Linked DNA regions of Mus musculus: region 2 is linked to region 1. The links are chromatin contacts, called in public HiChIP or PLAC-seq maps. All regions are on one chromosome and are shown on one strand. Each heading gives the region's core, a stretch centred on a gene start, on an enhancer-like site or on the middle of the called end of the contact. The rest is flanking DNA. Distances are from core to core; before and after follow the strand shown.

Region 1 (3,980 bases), core at 1,186-3,685:
CCCTGGGATGGCCAAGGGCCAGAGGGGTATGGATGTAGCCCAGGATACACAGTAGGCTATGAGTGACTGGTGGTGGAAATTCCTATTAATAGCAAATGTTGTTCTGGTCACAGCAGTAAATTCCTCCAATGTACCAGAAACCTTAGTGATACCAGCTCTCTCCCAGGGTAGAGTCCACGTGATGTCCCAGCAAGAACATAACTGTTCCTCACCCCTGCTGTTTATAGCCCATGGAACAGTGTGATGTGTAAAGTTCTGCCTGTTCTGTCATGCAGAAGTGAGCAGTAACCCACCATAGAGGGGTGGAGTGCTCGGAAGAGGTTGACAAGTTGTTATATGTATGAAATACTGGCAAGGCCATCTGTCCTCTACTGGTTAGATGATGAATGTTTATTGAATGAGTAAATATATTCATTAACTAAGCATGAGGGTACATACCTATAATTCCCAACTTTGGGGAAGTTGAGCCAGGATGATTATAAAGTCAAGACCAGCCTGGACTAGGTAGTAAGTTCGAGGCTACACTGGCAACTTAGTGAAAACCTGTCTCCAAATTAAAAATAAGTATCTAAAAGTGTTGTGGCTGAGTGGTGGGACACTTACCTAGCCTGAATAAGACTCTGGGTTCCATCCCCAGCACCATAAAAAAAAGGTGCTAAAGGTATGAATGAATGACTGTTACCCTTCAGCAGGTCCCAGAGTTCCTGCCTTGCATGGGAAAAGAAGGATCCAAACTCAGTGACTTACGCCAGGCCTCCTTACCAGGATAGCAGAGTTGGGGTTCTTGGCCTCTCAGCATAATCCCATGCTTGGAACAGAGTATCTTGGACTCAGTCTCCTGCTAGGCCTCGGAAATATCTGTAGGGACTGTCCACATGGACATCAAGAAGATAAACAGACAGTCCAAGGACATTGGAACTAGTCAAGGTCAAGCTGAAAGCACATCTTCTCTGCCTTCTTACTGTAGATCTGTATCTATGGAAAACACAGTCCAGTGACTGGCCTGGGAAGCCAAGGGCTGGGAGACCCCCTCACGTCTGGGGAGAATAGTTATGGGACTCTGTAGAATCTATATTCCTAGAGCTATGTATCTAGCAAGACCCCTAGCGTATGTCATGCCATCCCTTCAGGAGCCAGCATCAGGCCTGTCCACACTGTGGTCTTTGTACTAAATGTGTTCATGGCCATTCAGTGGGCAGTCCTTGGTTAAGGCTTAGTTTGTTCATGGAGCTAAGAGGTGCATAAGCCAGGCCTCTGGTGATAGGCTATATAAGTACAACAGGCAGAGATGAACAGGTCTCCCCACGAAGAAAGTACAAGGCAAGGCTATCACTTCTAACAGGCCTATGGAGCTGCAATCACAGACAGTTGGTAATAAACCCAAGATGCTGGGTGCTAGGAACTGAACTTGGATCCTCTGAAAGAGCAGTAAAGTCTCTTAACTGCTGATCTCTCCAGCCTGGCAATGCATTTTAAAAACTTCTAGCTGTTATAGAAACTGCAGGCAACAGTAAAAGTGACTCACAAAAAAATAAATAAATAAATAAGCAAGGGTACTTGCCAGATGAAACGGGAGGACGGGAGGACGGCATTCAGCAGGTGCAGGCACATCTGCTGATCTAGAGATAGGATTGTGAGGGAAGGTCCACCTTCTGGCTTCTACTTTCTCAGTTAAATTTGAAGAGAGGCTGTTCTTTGAACATGATAGGGATTAGGGAGAGGAAGTGTTGAGGGAAGAGAAGCTGTGAAATCAATAGCTCAGAGGAGGAAAGCGAGCTATCAGAGAGATGCCAGGTGGCAGTGTGGTTGTTCTGAACTTAACATCCTGTTGTAAGTCAATCCGAATTGATCTCTGAAAGAGATAGGACTGAATTAACTAGACACGGGCTTCGGCTCTTCACTTTTCCTTGTATCTTGGGCTGGATCTCCTGAAAGCAGAGCCTAAAGCTGACAGCTTACGAGCGGAACTCCTGGGAAGAAGAGTTAAGGGATCAAGACGGTTCAGTAAGGATGATGGACTGAGAGTCAAAGGCAGGCGCTGCAAAGTGACACATTGTTGCAGACAAAGCCGGCATTTCTAATCATTAGAACACATCGCTGGTTAGGACTGTTCACTTAAGCGAGCTAGATGTGATGGTTTTATCCGTAATCTAAGCCATAGAGCAACTGGGCATCGTGTTCCAGGTCAGCTCGAGTAATAATATACTGGGATCCTGCTTCACAAAACAAACAAACAAACAAACAAACAAACAACAAAAAATATTTGTTGACTCTCTGCGCTTTCTGGTTGCACATGACTTAGTGTCAACACCTAGTGGGGTTCAGAAGAGGCTGAGACACAAATGAAGCCGTGGGAGGCAGAGGTGGGGAGTGATTACAACTCAGAACTATATGAGCTTTGTCAGGGCATCTGGGGAGGGAATGGACACTGTTCTAGTGCAGGGTGATAGGAAGCCTTACACAGCCTAGTGAGAGGCTGGCAATGGCGCCTTGAGGAGGATTATGGGACACTGGCATCTGCCCCCAGCCAGGCTAACAAGGTACTCTTGCCACATACGCCTACAGGCCCAAAGCAATATAGTTCAGGGAACAAATGCGAAGTTAGCACAGGGCAAAGGAATCTTATGGATTCTAAATGCTGACTTATATTTAAAAAGCAAAAACAAAAACAAACATATCATAAAATTCCCCAGTCTTGATATCTTGTGTCCCATAGTTTATTTTAAGAAGGGCTGCTTTACCTAGTTCCGGAGAGCAGGATGGAGTGTTAGGTGTGCAGAACTGGACTGGGTATTTCAGGGTGCTCTATGCCCCTCCCTCTCCATTCCTCCTACATCTTTTAGTATGCGCCCTCACCCTGAGCATCCACTAACTGGCTTCAGGGGAACCTGACCCCTACCCAGCCCCTGTTCACACACAGGAAATGGGGTTTAGGGAATCCTTAGTGACAGGTCACGTGACAGGAGAGCAGGCACCTCACAGTCCTTTCTAAAGTCCCCTTTCTCCAGTGTGTCTTCAAGTAACTTTAGAACAGCTAGTGACTATTTATTTATTTATTTATTTATTTTCTTCAAGACAGGGTTTCTCTGTGTAGACCTGGCTGTCCTGGAGCTCACTCTGTAGACCAGGCTGGCCTCGAACTCAGAAATCCGCCTGCCTCTGCCTCCCAAGTTCTGGGACTAAAGGCATGGGCCACCACCGCCGGGCTTAGTGACTTTTTATATGACAGTTTGTACAGAATCTAGTTTCTCACAGAAAACGCATTTCCTTAAAGAATCTTCACCCAGAAGCTCATCAGCCTAGCAAAGACCAATGAGAGAGAGAAAACATGTGCACTACAGAGATCATTAAAGGAACCAGAGGAGAGTAGAGCAGAGAAACTTTTTTTTTTTTTTCCGAGACAGGGTTTCTCTGTGTAGCTGTGGTTAAAATCAAAGCTTCGGGGCAGGTGAGCTGACTTAGCAGGTAAGGCACTTGCTGCACAAGGCTGAAGCCATGGATTTGATCCTTGGAACCCGTTATCTAGGCGGAAGAAAAAAACTGACTGCACGAAGTTATCCCTGACACCCACTCCCCACCCCACCCCCGCACGGCACATGCATGCTAACACACATGGTAACATACGCTTGTGCGCGCGCGCGCGCGCGCGTGCGTGCACACACAATGGATTTGAATTCTTCCTTATTGCTTACTGTTTTCTCTGGCTTTGGCAAACTTACTCCATCTTTTGTAGCCATTTCCTCAGCAGCCAGGAGGACAGATAAATGCCTCATAGATTGTTTGGAGGATGGTCTCATGCCTACACAGCCTTTGGTGCTCGGTAGAGGTTAAATGATAGCCATCACCATTCAAAATTGAATTTTCCAGAAGGCAGGGGTAACATTTTCTACTGCTCTGTGCTCTTAAGTCTCAACTAAGTAAAATGCCATAAAATGTCTCCTGCTCACTCTATACCTCTAGGCTCTGAGAACAGTGAGCTG
Region 2 (4,107 bases), core at 1,194-3,693, 1.1 Mb before region 1:
GGTGGTACACACCTTTAATCCTCGCACTTGGGAGGCAGAAGTAGGAAAATCTCTATTGAGTTCCAGGCTAACCTGATCTACATAGAGAGTTCCAGGATAATTAAGGCTACATAGAGAGACCCCACCTCAAAAATAAAGATTAAAAAATAAAATAAATAAATAAAAAAGACATTGTATAGGAACATATTCTTCACCTACACTTTAAAATATTCTAATTTTTATGAAAAATTTACCAATCCTTTTGTCAACTAATGAAAACTTTTTACCATTGTCCAGTTCTAAGAAAAGCTCTTCATTGATCTATTGGAACAAACTAACTCGAGAAATTGAAATTGTCTGGAAATTACCCTTCTAGTTGAAACTTGAATATTGTTTCCCTTGAAGTCCAAATCAGCAAAAAGTCTACGTCTCATGCATAAAGATGATTATTTGTTTATCTATAATTATTTTGCAGTGGTAGGCATCAACCATGTGTTGGACATGCAAAGAACGTACTATATTACCCTGAATTATTTCTTAAACTGTAGTCAGATAGCTTAGGCTGTTCTTAACTCATTATGCGCAGAGGCTTTCTGTAAGCTCATGACCTTTTGCCTTAGTCTTTCAAGTGTTGGGATTATATGCTGACATCACCTCTACCCATAGGTTTTAAAAGCATTAAAGAATAATTTTTATTATTTTGTGTGTATGGGTGTTTTGTTTGCATGTCTATGTGCCATGTGTGTACAGTGCTGTGGAAGGCCACAAGAGGGCATCAGATCCCTTGGAACAGGAGTTATAGATGGTTGTGAGCTGTCATGTGGGTGCTGGGAATTGAATCCAGGTCCTCTGAAGGAGCAATCCGTGTTCTTAACTGCTGAACTGTCTCTCCAGTCCAGTCTCATAGCTATTTATTGTAAAGTTTTTTTTATTTTTAAACATGTGTTTTGGTCAGCGTTCTATTGTTGTGAAGAGATACCATAACTATGACAAGTCTTATAAAAGAAAGCATTTAGCCTATTATCATCATGTCGGGAAGCATGGTGGAACACAGGCAGACATGGTGCTGGAGAAGTAGCTGAGAGTTCTACATTTAGATCTGCAGTCAGTAGGAAGAGAGAGAGAGCCACTGGGTTTGGCTTAGGCCTTTGAAATCTCAAAGCACACTTCCAGTGACATACTTCTTCCAACAAGGACATTCTTCCTAGTCCTTCTCAAGGAGTGTCACTCCCTGATGACCAAGCATTTGCATATATGAGCCTTAGGGGCCATTCTTATTCAAATCATATAATATGCAATAGTATCTGCATATAGAAGCATTGGACCAACTTCTGCCAATGGCCAAATGTTTGACAGCTATTGGGTGAACTAGATCCAATTTCTGTACTTTGCCATCTTGCTCTGTGGCTTAGGACGGCGGTCTCTGGGGATTTACTCCGTGGTTGCTTCTTTTTTTTGGCTTCTGGCATTCAGAGGGCTGGAGAGAATAGATTTTGGTGTATCTACTGAGGTCACAGTTTCTACCAGATGGCCTTTCCTACCTAGTCTCCCAGTCTCTATGTTTCTATGACCACTTCCTCTTCTGGGGTTTGGCTATTTCTGAAGGTGTGATCCCTGTGGCTTTTCTGCATCCTGACTACTCTCTCTCTCTCTCTCTCCCTCCCTCCCCCCCTCTCTGCCCCCAAATTATTATCACTATTATTTTAATTTTTTAAATGTTTACTTTTTAAAATTTTATTTTTAGAGACAGGGTTTCTTTATGCAGCTCTGGCTGTCCTGGAGCTCACTCTGTTGACCATGCTGGGTTCATCTTGTCTCTGACTCCTGAGGGTTAAATACATGCACTATAACTCCTGGCTCTGACTATTCTTTTATAATCTGCTTAAAAACATTCCCTAAACTACCTAATTCCAGTAGGATATGTGTTTGCCAGGTCTTGACTTCTATACTGTTTCCCATGGGTCTTCTCACGATATTGTATATTTTATTGCCTTCCACTCTGTTCAGTGTCATGAAGCCTATTACAGGATAGGAGACTCACTTTGCATCCTGTGTGTTGACAGGCATACTCTTAACCCTGAGGAGTTTGAAAAAGCATGGACACCCGAGCCCCAACTACAGAGCTGCACACTTTGGGTCTGGGTGGCCCTAGGTTTCTGGTGCCAGGAGCTTCAGAGGAAACCTGAGATGGGGAAGTGACAGGTATGACTGACTGTAGTGTGTCTAGGGAAGACTGGGTGAAGCCTTCTGGGCCACCTCCAAACCCCCATGCAGCATCTGTAGCGTGCATGCACATGTGGGGTGCGTGCGTGCGTGCATGTGTGCATGCATGTGTGTGTGTGCATGTGTGTGTGTGTTCTTCCACTGTCTTGCCCAGGATCTCATCGTTTTCAGGAGTCCCTTAGTCTGATCCTAGAGGCTGAGGTCTAGAGAAGAACATGGGCTATGACTGCATACGCCACTGCCCTCTTGTGGGCATAGGCGAAACTGTGATAATGGCCTATGGTCTTCCCTTGGCCTTCAAATCCTAGGACCAAATGAGGTTTCAAAGAGCAACTTAGTCAAGCACAGCAGAAGCCGTGCCTAGCCTCTCCCGGAAGACAGCCTTTCCCTAACAGCCTTTGGCAAAGGAAGATGTCCTATTTCTCAGTTTCAAGGGTTGGTTAATTGCTTTAGAATTAGCGCTCCATAGTGAGGGGACCAGGAGGATTAATTGCCTTGCAGAATAACCCTAATTAAAAATCTGGCAGAGAATTTAAGACACACACCTCACACACACACACACACACACACACACACACACACACACACACACACACACACACAAGCCCTGGGAAGATAGGTCAGCTTAGTGGAAGGTTGAAGAACAGCAGGGACAGGGAGCAAGGTTCCTGTGTCCCTCCCGAGACACTGAGACGGAGACCCATGACTCTTCCTGGGTTCTTCTGAACTCCTTGGTAATCTTCCCTGTGGCTTCAGTCTCCCCGTGTCCCATCTTCTAAGCCAGGTCCTGAGCTTCACCCTGCTGGTCACTTCACACCACACACCTGCTCCTTGCCTTTGTTCAGCAATTCAAACAAACAAACAAACAAACAAACAAACAAACAACTCCTAATTTTCAGTAGCTCTTTTACAGCAACAATGGTAGCAACCTGCTATTCGATCCCATCAATTTATGTATAGTGTATGACACTTGATGTCATATTATTGTAACTAATAACATAAAAGGAGTGCTTTCCTTTTTGATGGGAAAGATACAAGAAAGGATGAATGTGTTCCTAAAACTAGATAGTTTTGATTGCTTAAATCTTCATGAAATAAATTTTTGTGCCCTGTTTGGATAACTGTTTATAGTGATTGTTGGCCACCCATAATCCCTTTGGGTATAAAGTATAATAAATGTTGGGGGTTCTTCCTGAAGGTTATTTCTGAGTTTTTCAATTTTCACATGTGAAAACTTGTAGCTTTATTACTCTTTTTGCCCCCTTCCTGTTCCTTGGCACTGGGGGGTGCTGTTGGCTAGGCTAAGAAGTAGTGTTTGCCCCGCTCCATGTCCGGTAGTTTCGTCTTCAATTATGCCAGTGCCAGTAGCACATTACTTCCCTGCTGGACGAGGGAATGTACATGCTAACGATGCTTCGGAGAGCAGGAGCACCCTTCAGAGGGCTTTTCCTGGCTTCTTGCAGGAATGGCATATTGCAAGAATGACTTACGAGCACGAAACCCAGACAGAGGAGGCATGTAACCCACCTGCATAAGTTCACCAGTGAATGGTGGCCAGGCGACCTTTGCCTTAGTACGGAGGTCCCTAAGTGGACAGGTCATCTTGCTAATGCTGTGACTGACGGGTGTGCGGAAATGGGATCTGCTTCCTGAAGTTATGGACATGTGACACTAAGCAGCAGCCTCACTGGTCAAACTTATTGGCATCAGATTTGAGTATGAATTCTTTCTTTTTCTTTTCCTAATATTGGTTTTTCCTTGGGCAAGATAGAAAATTCCTTAAGCCTCAGTCTTCCTATCTGAGGAGTGGGGTTTAAAATGTTTGCCTCGTACAATATCTATGGGGCTGGCTGAAATAAGCTTACCAAGCTACAGCCTGAAGTCTGTCAGGGCTCCATCAATTTA

What was found. HiChIP or PLAC-seq counts read pairs in DNA pulled down with a chosen protein or histone mark.
Region 2: a contact with region 1 is called in an H3K27ac HiChIP or PLAC-seq map of T-cell acute lymphoblastic leukemia, with 12 times the contacts expected there. The contact joins two enhancer-like sites. A contact is called at or near these places in 1 of 15 datasets of contacts at CTCF or cohesin (the NIH/3T3 cell line), 57 of 484 Hi-C or Micro-C datasets (the AML12 cell line, the Ba/F3 cell line, the C2C12 cell line and 37 more) and 2 of 115 datasets of contacts at active chromatin or transcription factors (T-cell acute lymphoblastic leukemia and oligodendrocyte precursor cells).

Annotation. Positions count from the first base shown.
Region 1 is chr4:105,129,751-105,133,730 of GRCm38.p6, reverse strand. No RefSeq gene overlaps it. Among named protein-coding and RNA genes, the nearest start is that of Prkaa2, 22 kb to the right of the region's middle. Within about 2 kb of position 2,435, at least 8 of the 459 cell types and tissues checked have an H3K27ac peak or open chromatin away from gene starts, as enhancers often do. A contact at or near this core is called in T-cell acute lymphoblastic leukemia, where this site is marked.
Region 2 is chr4:106,227,052-106,231,158 of GRCm38.p6, reverse strand. No RefSeq gene overlaps it. Among named protein-coding and RNA genes, the nearest start is that of Gm12724, 8.0 kb to the left of the region's middle. Within about 2 kb of position 2,443, at least 32 of the 459 cell types and tissues checked have an H3K27ac peak or open chromatin away from gene starts, as enhancers often do. A contact at or near this core is called in T-cell acute lymphoblastic leukemia, where this site is marked.